Regions from separate parts of the Mus musculus genome. Here all the other regions are linked to region 1. Evidence: chromatin contacts called from public Micro-C and promoter capture Hi-C data. All regions are on one chromosome and are shown on one strand. The core of a region is the stretch at or near the end of the contact, and the rest is flanking DNA. Distances in the headings are between cores, read along the strand shown.

Evidence for each region. Promoter capture Hi-C pulls out the DNA fragments that hold promoters and counts their contacts. A called contact is a pair of places that touch in the nucleus more often than the background predicts.
Region 2: a Micro-C map of stem cell-derived neural progenitor cells shows a contact between it and region 1, with 2.5 times the contacts expected there. The contact joins the promoter of Pcyt2 here to the promoter of Faap100 in region 1. A contact is called at or near these places in 1 of 39 promoter capture datasets (embryonic stem cells), 3 of 484 Hi-C or Micro-C datasets (embryonic stem cells and stem cell-derived neural progenitor cells), 2 of 115 datasets of contacts at active chromatin or transcription factors (extraembryonic endoderm stem cells and pancreatic cancer cells) and 3 of 9 other capture datasets (adipose tissue, liver and pancreatic islet).
Region 3: a contact with region 1 is called in a promoter capture Hi-C map of neural stem cells. The contact joins the promoter of Slc38a10 here to the promoter of Faap100 in region 1. A contact is called at or near these places in 3 of 39 promoter capture datasets (frontonasal cranial neural crest, neural stem cells and neutrophils), 1 of 484 Hi-C or Micro-C datasets (CD8 T cells), 8 of 115 datasets of contacts at active chromatin or transcription factors (astrocytes, bone marrow-derived macrophages, effector CD8 T cells and 5 more) and 3 of 9 other capture datasets (adipose tissue, liver and macrophages).

Annotation. Positions count from the first base shown.
Region 1 is chr11:120,376,494-120,380,376 of GRCm38.p6, forward strand. It overlaps Faap100 (Fanconi anemia core complex associated protein 100), which reads right to left and starts at 2,253. Exons shown (of 10, transcript NM_027980.2): 1 at 2,049-2,253; 2 at 1,835-1,953; 3 at 213-1,168. The coding sequence starts at 2,213. Nploc4 (NPL4 homolog, ubiquitin recognition factor) reads right to left here. Exons shown (of 17, transcript NM_001195023.1): 17 at 3,305-3,883.
Region 2 is chr11:120,615,853-120,619,735 of GRCm38.p6, forward strand. It overlaps Pcyt2 (phosphate cytidylyltransferase 2, ethanolamine), which reads right to left and starts at 2,093. Exons shown (of 14, transcript NM_024229.3): 1 at 1,912-2,093; 2 at 1-85. The coding sequence starts at 2,000. Sirt7 (sirtuin 7) reads right to left here. Exons shown (of 10, transcript NM_153056.3): 10 at 2,519-3,197. The coding sequence ends at 2,996.
Region 3 is chr11:120,149,474-120,153,356 of GRCm38.p6, forward strand. Slc38a10 (solute carrier family 38, member 10) reads right to left here and starts at 1,878. Exons shown (of 17, transcript NM_024249.5): 1 at 1,507-1,878. The coding sequence starts at 1,605. Gm11769 (a long non-coding RNA gene) reads left to right here and starts at 934. Exons shown (of 3, transcript XR_389232.4): 1 at 934-1,241; 2 at 1,365-1,925; 3 at 2,306-3,248.

The DNA.
Region 1 (3,883 bases), core at 1,003-3,502:
TCCAGGGAGGACACACATACAAAGGTCCTTGACCCCAAGACAGGAGTGAGTGAACTTCTGGTCTGTGATGAGCCTGATGAGGAAGGCCCATACCTGCTGAATTAGCAAAAGTCTCACCAAACAAAAAGGCAAGGAAGAAGGACAGCTGAGGGAAGAGACCGTCAGGGAGGAGCCTGTCCTGCGCCTCTATGATGACGAATGGCAGCTCATACCTGTAGGTGCCCTTGCTGTCACACACAGAGCCAGGGCGCTGCAGATGTTCAAGCTGGCTGGGCACAGCACAGAGGGTAGACCTCCTATGGCCCCGTCTGGCTTCTCAGGGTTCCAAGGACTGTCTCTCCGAGTCAAGTCTACCACACAGAGGTCTGAGGGAGTGCTGTGGTACACGTGGCCATCCCTGTCACAGGCAGCACAGAGCACAGGCCCTGGGAGGCAATACTCACGCAGCTCCGGCACCAGATTCCCTGACTCACTCCAGCTGGCCTTGATGGCCAGTGTCCGGCCCTGGTGACCAAGGGCTACTAGGCAGTCAGAGTGTTCATGCTGGCCAGGCAGCAGCTCTCCTGCTGCTTCCTCCTCGTGTGGCTCTGCCCTCAAAGCCCCAATGAAGATCACAGGCTCCTCTAGGTGGTGGAGGATCTTGACCAGGACCTTTGGGTCACCAGGGGCTAACCCAGAAGTAACCAAGGCCTTCAGGACCACACAACAAAGCTGGCCATCAGGGAGACCGCAGAGGATCACAGGGGACTGCAGGAGGGTGGCATCGACTCCAAAGAGTAGACCAAAGAGAGCCTCCTCCAGCGTGAAGCACCCACAGCCCTGGGGGTGACCATGAGGTGCCCTGGAGTCTGGTGGGAACACGCAGCACAGCACGGGCAGGAAGCGGGGGGCTGCAGGCTTCTCTGGCACCCCACCTGGTGGGGTGCAAGTGGACAACTCCACCTCACCAATCTGGCCTCTGGGCAGAGGCTCCTCCCCTGCACAGGGACGCTCAAACAGCTGCATCTTCCACTGGGTGGGGCCCTGTGCCAGGGTGACCAGCATATCATCCAGCACGGTGAAGGCACAGAGGGCAGCGTCAGGGAGGACACACGCATCCGGGTCCACATGGATCACAGGGTAGGGGGGAGCCGCTTCCTCTTTGTCCTCACAGGCCTGGCTCCCAGACCTTCAGGAACAATGGAAGCATAGTCAGTATTGGGTGGGGTAGACTCACACCGTGCTCAGCAGTAACCTGACTTGCTCTGAGTAGGCTAGGCAGGAGACATCACAGGCCATTCAGCAGGTAGGTCTCTCTCTCTCTCTCTCTCTCTCTCTCTCACACACACACACACACACACACACACACACACGCTTGACACAGGATCAGCCAGAAACATAGCTCTGCAGATCGAGGCAGCTTGGGAACTATTCCCAAGGCTGCCTGGGCTGTGCACGGTGAGTTCTTCCAGCACAAGCCAAGGGACACGAGCTTTTGCCACTCACTGCTTGCCAGAGACACCGTCTTCTGAGACCCACTTCCAAGAGGTCTTGCCAGGCACCGGAGGGCAGTGATAGCGGTGCTCCTGGTTGCAGACTTCACTACCTGAGCCTCAACAGCTAAGAACTTCACAAAAGCAGACACAACTGCCACGCCTGCATATGCACAGGTACTAGAGAGCGGGAATGGGCGGCCTAGACCGCAGTCCTCTGCTTCCTACCCCAGTGTGTTGTCAGTGGCCGTCAAAGGGACTACTACTGGGACAAACCTCTCACAACTAGGAGGACATGAAAGCCGGCCTCCCTGGGGACCCGACTTGTCACTGGCCGGCCGCGTGGGGCCACGCCCCCTCACCTGTCCAGCGAGTCCAACGACAGGCAGTAGATGCCAGTCCGGGCACACAGGACGTAGAGTGCCCTGCGGATGGCCAGGAGCTGCAGGTGCCATACCTGGTCGGGAAACTGGTACACCGCCTGGGCGCCAGGAGAGCGAGGTCAGGCGAGGGCACACGCGGCCCCGGCTCACCTCGGAACGGCGCCGCCCGCCCGCCCTCCCGCCCTCCGCTCACCGTCAGCAGCCCGCCCTCCTGGTCATACACATAGACGAACTCGCGTCCGGTGGACAGAAAGACCTCAGCCTCATGCCGCAGCACAAACGGCTTCCCCGCCGCTCGGCCTCCGAGCGGGCAGCAGAAGTCCGACAGGTAGTGCACGCGCGAGGAAGCGCCCGCCATCCTGCGGGCGCCGGGCCAGAGCTCAGCCCGGAGGGGCGGTGCCGCCTCCAGGCTTTACGGCCGCCCACGGCGCGGCGCGGCCTCCGCCGTAAAGCGGCCGCTGCGGAGGCGTGGCCGGAGCCTGCTGCAGGGGCGGGGACAGTTGCTCTACGGTCCGCTAGAGGGCGGGAACGCCCCCAAACACCGTGGCTTAGCAAAGAGCCACAACGGGAGGCACAAAGCCAGAGGGTAGCCAAATAATGCAGTCCTGCAAGTTCACTGGGGCCCGCGTCAGGGCCCTTGCCTCGGATCACCTACCTGTTGAGCAGAGGTTGCTCTGGTGCAAGGCTTGTATGCAGCACTTGCCCTGGCACCGTTTTGTGACAGCACTTGAGAGCACCACCCGTATAGCACGGGGTTTCAGGAGTAGGGTGGCACAGCACACCATTCAGTCCCTTGATAGGGAAAAAGGTGCTTCAGGCCAGCCATCCAGAAGAGCCTTTGCTCCACTCATGAACGCGGCAGGATGTGATTCTACAGCAGAGGATGCTGAAAACCCTAATGAGCTGGGTCTAAGGGAAACCACATTTTCTTCAATGACAGCTCTTCTTGGGGCTCCCTGAGGGAGCAGGCGGAGAATCCTACCCTGGAATGAGGCTCCAAGTACAAGATGAAATACTACTCTTCCAGAGCACTCATCAGAAACTAGACACCACTGCCTATGCTTCTGAAGTGGCAGCTACTCGGAGGGCTGAAGGCAGGAATACTTGAGTTCGGAGCCAGCGCAGGCAACCTTGACTCTTAAAAGAACGTTCATCTGAAAATTACAGCGGACAAATCTACAAAGGTGTGTGGGGTCACAACCAGGCACAAAACGTCCTGTGAACTTAGAGAGCATAGTGTAACCCTAGTGTAGATGTCAGAACAACATCCTGGGGCTGGAGAGACGGCTCAGCCGTAAGAGCACACGCTGTACTTGCAGAAGACCCAAGTTTGATTCCCAGCATCCACATAGGGAAGCTCACAACCCCCAACAGCTCCAGGGGCTCCTACATCTTTTACTAAGGTATTTATGTGTACAAAAGCATACGATTAAATAAATAAAAGCTGTGTGGTGGTATACACCTTTAATCCCAGCACTCAGGAGGCAGAGGCAGGTGGATCTGAGTTCAAGGCCAGGCTGGTCTACAAAGCTAGTTCTACAACAGCAACGCTTATGAAAACAAAACAAAACAAAAAACAAAAAGCTCTGTCTGGAACTGGACACCCCCCAGCCCCAAATATTTATTTCTTAGGCTTTATAGTTGTAGCCTGTCTGTGCTTCCAGAGTACTGGGAATAAAGGCACAGACCACTATGCCCAGCTGTAAATTAAGTGAAAACAAAAAAACAAAAACCAACTTTAACCCAAGGGTGAAGCCTGGACCTATTTTATCATTTCTGAGTGGTCTCTGAAACAGATCTGAGCCCAAGCCCCAGGCTGCTCTGAAGACACCTTGAGTGGAAACAAGTGGGAGATGAATTCTTTGCAGCATCGGAGTCACCTCCAGGGTTGGAAGCATCGTCAGTTTATCTTCTGCACACCAGGTTCTAACACTCAGGACTGTCCTTACAAGGCAACACATCCATGCCACACCGGTGGACTGTGGTTCTGGGCACAGGAACAATGCACTGGGAGCAGGACAATCGCTT
Region 2 (3,883 bases), core at 843-3,342, 240 kb after region 1:
CGTATGCACACCCACGATGAGGTAGTCCCCCATGGCCCGTGCCTGCCGTAGCTGGTTGGAGTGGCCATAATGCACCATGTCATAGCTGTGAGGACAGACAGGAGACTGAGGGTCTTGTGTGGGATGCAGCACGGCTCCCTGAGAGGCCCCCACCAGGGCTCCTAGCCCAGATCCCGGTGTTGGGCTTACAGCAGAGAAGTCGGTTCTCAGTTGTCCATACCCTAAGTACTGGACCTAGGGCAGGACTGGGTGCCAGGTCTAGCAAGAGTGGCAAATTCAGGTACAAGGCCTGGCTGGTGAACTCCCAAGACAGCTGTTCACTGGCAGATGCTTAACCATTTCCCATGTCTTAGACTGCCTTTGCCCTGTTGGTGCCTCCTGCTATGGGCAGGCATTTCAAGCTGCTTCAGTTCTTTTTCTTTTTTTCTTTTTTTCTTTTTTTTTTTTTAAGACAATAAGGTCTCATGTAGCCCAGGCTGGCCTCAAACTCACTATAAAACCTAGGACGACCTTCAACTCTTGACCCTTTTTTTTCTGTCCTGGAACTTACTTTGTAAACCAGGCTGACCTTGAACTCAGAAATCTGCCTGCCTCTGCCTCCCAAATTCTGGGATTAAAGGTGTATACCACCACGCCCGGCGACTTTCAGCTCTCAACCCTTCTGACTCCATCTGCTGAGATTCCCACCCAAAGCCAACTGTTGGGTGCTACAAAACAAATGTAGGACCTTGTGCATGCTGGGCCAGCATAATACCAGCTGAGCTAGCTACACTCCCAGCCCGCAAGATACAAGAGATTATCTAGGATTTGAATATGGAACCTCCTGCACCCTAAACAAGAATAGTCCCCCTGGATCAACAAGCCACACTCAAGCTTGGAAACAAGAGATCAGTCCTGCATTGGGAGCAGATACTTCCACCCTGACACAAGTGGACAGTTCCCCACCCCCAGGGCTGGCTTAGCTCTCTGAGAGAACAAGTGCCTGTCACCTGCTTTTATCCTCAAATCTAGGTCTGGCCACAAGTACTTTGTCAAGGTCAAGCTATGCAGAAGCCAGCAATATGCTGGACACTGAGGATATCCCAGTGGGATATCCCTGGGACCACCTGTATTCTTTGCCATGGGCCAGTGCTGGGCCATAGGTTCTGCTCTGCTTCCTCTAGAGCCCTAGTGGGCTATCATCATGTCAACACCACAGTGCACGGGGTGGGAGGTGGGACATGATAACGGGCAAATTCCAGGACAGCCCTTGTGCCCACTAGACAGGCAGGGCTAGATCAAAGGTCAGAGTCTGCATCTGGGCTTGTGGCACCATGGTGGGGCCAAGGTCATAGTCCACTGACACGAAGTCAAAGCTGGTGACTCAGGTGCAAAAGAACAGAAGGGGACTGAAGTTGTAATTCAGTGATGGAGCACTTGCCTGTACATATATAGCACACAAGGCTATGGTTCCCATCCTCAGCAACCAACCAAAGACAAACAAGAAACGCACAAAGTCTAGCCTATTCCGCCATGAATGCCCTGAGGAGCCCTGGTGACCATTCCGAATGCCTCTCATCCACCAGGGGTAGGCACGACGAAGGGCTGAAGATGGTAAGTTATAGAAAGGCCAACATCTTATCTCTTCGGCTTGTTGACAGCTCCAGGACTTTCTTGGAGACGTCACGGGCTGATTTGCCAGAGAAGCTCACAGCCTTCCAGCCCAGGTAATTTGGGTAAATGCCCAAGGCGAACAGACAGCCGCATTTCCGGTTTTCGGGGAGCGCACCGTCTGATGCACCCGTGTCTGTACGCTACACTCCTAAGTGACCGGAGGCCAGGTTGCCTCGTGCGGCCTCGGAAGACTCCGGTTCCGCCAACGGCCGGTGCGTGACGCCCAGGTGACCGCCCTCCCCTCGTCGCCCCACTCACCAGCCATCGCACCACACCCGCACGATGCGCTGATCTCCCGGACCCTTCAGCCCAGCAGCGCTGGCAGCCCCGTGCCCGTTCCGGATCATGGCACCGGAGGCCCCCCGCAAATCCTGGCGGCTCCCGCGACACACAGTACCGTCGCCCCGCCCTCGACGCTTGCGCGTGCTCACGCGGATCTCACCCGCTTGGCGCAGCCAATGGCGTGCGCCAACCAGGGCCCCGCCCCCAGCCGGGCCACACCCCCCTCCGCCCAGATCGAGCGGCCAATGGTCTGTGTTGCAGGTGCCCGGGCTTTGGCATTTGACTTCTCCACAGACGAACGGGGCAGGTTAGCACCACAACTGTGCGTGCAGCTCACCCCGTGCCTTAAGCATTCTTAGGAGCCGGGCAGTGGTGGCGACCCCTTTAATCCCAGCACTTGGGAGGCAGAGGCAGGAGGATCTCATGAGTTCCAGGACAGCCAGGGCTACACACGGAAACCCTGTTTCAAAAAAACCAACCAACCAAAAGCATTTTCAGGGGCTGGGTTCTTCAAAAGCGCCTCGATGCAGGCCCTCAGATGCAGGCACCTCGGTGGTGCGTGTGACAGTCATCGGGACACCAAAGCAATTGAGAGATGTTTAATAAGACTTGCTCAGACTGGAGGCTTAGTTAGATTCTCCCTGTGCCGCATACCCAATACAGAAAAAGGCTTCTATAAAGTGAACACTTGTACGTGATAAGGAGTAGAAAGAGGGAGGCCCTGAGACTAGCCTGGAGAGTGAGGTAAGGCAGTGGTGGACTCTCCTGCTGGCCAGGCCTGGGAAGGGCCGGAGCTCTTCTCACAGAGGCCTTGCTGCCACCTTTGTACAGGGGTGAACAGGAGGGAGGTGTCCTTGAAGATCAAGCCCATAGCGGGGCAGTCACAGCAGTGCAAGAGAGCCTTTCCACAAGGACAAATGGCTAAAGACGACCGTCACCGCGAAGCCGGCACCCACTAGAGCCGGAGGGGGCACTCTCGCCTTCACGGCGACACGGGCGGAGCCCCTGAACAAGGGTCAAGCCATCTGCAAAGTGCCAACTGTTCTTTGTCAACTCCGGGCTATGCCACTTTCTTCCTTTTTGCACGCTTGGCACAACCCCTGCCAAACCAGCCTCCTAGGATAGGGGGAGCTGAGGCAAGGGGGTCACTCTGGTCCCCAGGTGGGGCTTCTTCTCTGCTTCTGCATAGTGACTTCCTACTGTGGCTGCCTTCTTCACCAGCACGGAGGGGGGTCGCCAAGGAGAAGATTGGATCCTGCCACCTAACAGAAAGAAAAGCAGCATCAGGCAGGTCTGAAAACCCCTCGAATCGCAACCCTCCCAGGCACAGGAAAGCTGTCTGAGGCCACCTGCCATCCCACCTATGTCTTAATCTGGGCTTTGGCTGGAAGCAGCGTCAGTGACACCAAGCTGCAGGGGACACCAAGCTGCAGGGGAAAGTCTTCAGGGCAGCAGCAGCCCTCGCTCGACAGCCTCTTCTGTCTCACCCACTGTTGGTGGGAGCTGCACACATAGGAAGGGGTAGTGCTAGCCACAGGATGGCCTCACCTCCAAGGATAACTTGCTAGCAACTCTGGGCCCCGTCTCTCACTTGTATGGATAGGGGCAGATGGACCAGACCCTTTTCCCTTTCCCAGACTGCGTGACAGGGATGGGGGCGGGAAGAGGCCGGTTGACTGGGGAGGTGTGGCCTACAGACTACACCATGAAGAAATCATGTGTCTGATTGAAATGTAGAACCACATATTATAAACGTAAGATAAAAGTAAGCACTGATTAAAAAATGAGCTAAGTTAATGTTAAAAAAAAAAAAAACAACAACAACAACCAATAACAACATCAACAATGTGGCACAGGAGAGGCCCACGTCACAGAACACCACAAACATAACATACAAGAATTGCCAGGCCCAGAGGTGAAGGGATCCTTAATTTCTTGAACCCTTTGA
Region 3 (3,883 bases), core at 628-3,127, 230 kb before region 1:
CCTTTACCTCATGAAAATTCATCAAGTGTGCATTTAAAATATATGCAGTTTTCCACACACTAAATACAATAAAATGTTTCTCCTTTTTAATTGCCGGAATCACTAAACAAACTAGCTCTAAACCCAAAGGTTTGTTTTTTTTTTGGTTTTTTTTTTTAGCTCCCCCTAAACACTAAGACATTCCCCACTCTGCTGGACTCATGGCTTTGCCCCAAGGCTCCGGAGGAGATAACAATCTAGTGATAGGAACTGACAGGTTTTAGGCACAGTTTGACTGTTTCTGGTCTCTCTTGCACTGGGTTCCAAGCTCTCCCCAAGCAGATCTTCACTGGGCTCATCATCTCCGTTTGCTCTGGTAGAGGCCTAGCACCTGTGCACAGCCAGGCTCCACAAGAGACTGCTCAACCACCTGAGCCCAAACAGCTAATTTCCCAGTCAGCTATGACAGACCCCAGTAAAGGGTCAGTCACACTTCACAGACAGGCAGCAAGGATGACAGAGTTCACTTGGAGATTCGAAACCAGCCAACACTCAAGTCCCAGGATGCAATTCTGCTGACAGACAGTTTCCATGGACACTGGGACACGTAGGCACTCCAAAGACACCCAAAACCATCCCCCAACAACTCAACACTGGGGTTCACAACACAGATGTCACCCCAGAGGATCTAGCTCTGTCCTCCTGTCTACATCTATTAACCATATCAAATACCCTACCCGGGAACCCTAGATACAGTCTCAATCAGGATAGGTTGTTGAGGATCAAAAACTCATTGATTAAAAAAACTTGTTTTCTATTTTTAGCCTGGGATGTGAACGACAAAACACACGAAGTAGTTGTTAGTCTACTATTAAATTATCAACAACCCATTTTCACTTCCAAATGTCTATCCCGGATTAATCTTCCACCTCATCTCCTGGGAGTCATCAGATAGGAGGAGTGGTCTCTGCCTTGATAACCCACTGTTTCAATAGAACAGGACAGCAGCCCGCGTGGCATGGATGAGCGACGGGGAACCCCGCCACTCCCTTTGTTAAGAGAGTCATTACCCAATTTGACGTTTCCATCTGCTTCCGCAACTCACTGGCAGACACAACAAAGCCACGTAGAAATGACCATCTTTTCATGTGGCATTCAACACAGAAATAACACCAAACTTTTTTGTATGCCGGCTTTTCCAACTGCGGTGACACATGATACAGATCAGACCAAACGAATGCTTTAAATCGCCTTGAGTAAAGGTGAGTAGCCGAAGCCGAGGACCGGCATGCTTCCGTGCCATGCAGTCGGTCAGAGTCAAAAACAGGACCAACAAAACCACTATCAATCCGCTAACGTATCCTTCTCTGTGCCTTTCCGTACAGTGTGAGCAACCGCTGAGCGCGCAGATCCGGACCGCGACTCGCTTCGGGGACGTTGCTTGGGTCTCTTCCCGACCCGCGGTGCTCACACCCCCTTCCCACCAAACGAGCACTTCAACCTGATGCCCCCGCGCCCTCGACTCACCTGCTTGAAGCAGAAAGGCATGGTGAGCACGCTGACGCCCACGATGCTGTTCACCACGTTCGTGATCAGCCCCCACTTGGAGGTGGAGGCGGCCGTCATTTTGAGGGTCTAGGGACCAGGACAGAGCGACCCTAGATAACCCTAAACCTGAAGCAGGGGGGGCCGCGGACAGGCGTCGCGAGGTCAGCCTCCAGACCCTGCCAGGCTCCGCAGCAGCCTCATAGCCATGGTTCCAGGTTCCCGCCTCCGCCTCCCCAGAGTGAAGCGGGAACCCGGAAGCGCCGCAGGCAACGCTAGCAACACCTCAGCTCCGCTTCGCTGCCTCCGGCACCCAAACTTCCGCCTTCGGAGCCTACTCTACCAGGAAGTGACGGTATCAAAGGGCGGGATGAGGCGGGACGCCAGCCAACTAGAAGTAGGTGTGTATGCCCGAGGAGGCGTGGTTTGGGTGGGCCCAGAGGCGGAGCTAGGCGTAACTCTGGCCAATAAGAAGTATGTGGGGGGAGGGACGGCGGGACGTGGGGCGGGGTCTGAATCAGGGCGGGGCTACAATCTGGGTTAGGGGTTCCAGGCTTAGACTAGTGACTGTGGCCGCTGGTAGAAGAGTCATTTGCTGGGTACAACCTCTAGTGGAACAACAGGAGAGAAAGAGAAGGACTACCTTTCAGGTGAGGAGTGGGCTCTTGAGGGTTAATTTTCAGGTCCTTGCGCACAGGAAGGATTTTGGGTCACAATTGGAGGACCTGTCTAGACTGAATGCCAACTTATTGGGACAAAATTAGCACTTAACGTTTTACAGATAAAAATCATCGGGACACCGGGAGGTTCAGAGACTCAGCAAAGTCACAACAGCCTGGAGGAGGGAGCATGGAGATGTGTCTGTTTGATACGCTAAGTGGGTGAAAATGGTCTACTGCCCTAATATGAAAGAAAACCAGAGGAAAGGTAAAAAGGAGAGACTAGGGAAATCTAGGATTTCAAGAGATGGTGGCTTCTGTACTGGAAGGACTAATGAGAATTCTTCCTGGAGTAATGGACATTAAAGAGACTAGAGAAAAGAGAACGCTCCAACACCTAAGTGGATTACTGGCACCTGGCAGTGTTCTTTATGGTGGTGTCTGTGGTGAATGAAGGCCTAGGGACCTGAGGTCCAAGAAAGACCCCACAATGATTCCAGGAGGCCAGAGCTGTGCATGCAAGGAGGAACTTCAAGCTGCCTAAAGAGGCTCTCCTAGAAAACAATTTGAGGCCCATGCAAGATCTCAGACAAGGGACAAATTCTTCCAGCATCAGGCAGAGCAGCTTCTAGAGATGAGAGAGAGAGAGAGAGAGAGAGAGAGAGAGAGAGAGAGAGAGAGAGAGAGAGAAAGGAAAAGCTAGAAAGAGCAATTGGTGGCATGAGCCATTAATCCCAGCGTTCAGGAGGCAGAGACAAGCAGCTCTCTTGAGTTTGAGGACAGCCTGGTCTACATAAGTGAGTTCCAGGACAGCCATGGCTACGTGGAGAAACCCTGTCTCGAACAAAAAAAAAAAAAAAGGAGTAATTGAATACAAAGCCAGAATAGGGTTGGAGAGATGGCTCAGTGGTTAAGAGCACTGACTGCTCTTCCAGAAGTCCTGAGTTCAGTTCCCAGCAACCACATCATAATGGGATCCAATGCCCTCTTCTGGTGTGTCTGAAGACAGCAACTGTGTACTCATATACATTAAATAAATAAATCTTTAAAAAGAAAAAACCAAAATACTAAGTGTCTGTATTCATCGTTTGTAAGTGAAGTCATTGTCCACAATCTATCTGACCCGTTTCTGTGTTTCCATATTCATGTATCTGATGTTCATCCCTAAGAAGGGGCTGCTCAGGGCTGGAGAGATACACTGACTGCTCTTCCAGAGATCCTGAGTTCAATTCCCAGCAACCACATGGTGGCTCACAACCATCTGTAATGAGATCGGATGCCCTCTTCTGGTGTGTCTGAAGACAGCTACAGTGTACTTAGAGAGAAAGAAGAAGAAGAAGAAGAAGCAGGTAACTTTTCAGTTCATCATGGGATTGGGAACATAGACATAAACATGGTGATAGAAAGCCATCTTACACTTTGGGAACAGGGCAGGACCTGAGCAGAAGTGGAGCAACAGGTGGGAAGGAGCCTGGAGGTCTAGACACCATCACAATCACAAAGCAGGCCACTCTGACACTCCCTCTCCACTCTCTCCTAGTGGCACCATACAGTAGAGACAATCTGATTTAACTACCTGTTGTATTCTGTTTCGTGAGCTAAGCTCTAGGCTTACTAATTCGTTGTGCATGAATAGGGAGAGCGTTTTTGCATCTTTAACTGTCCCAGCTTTCTCACGCAACCTTATTTACAAAAATTCA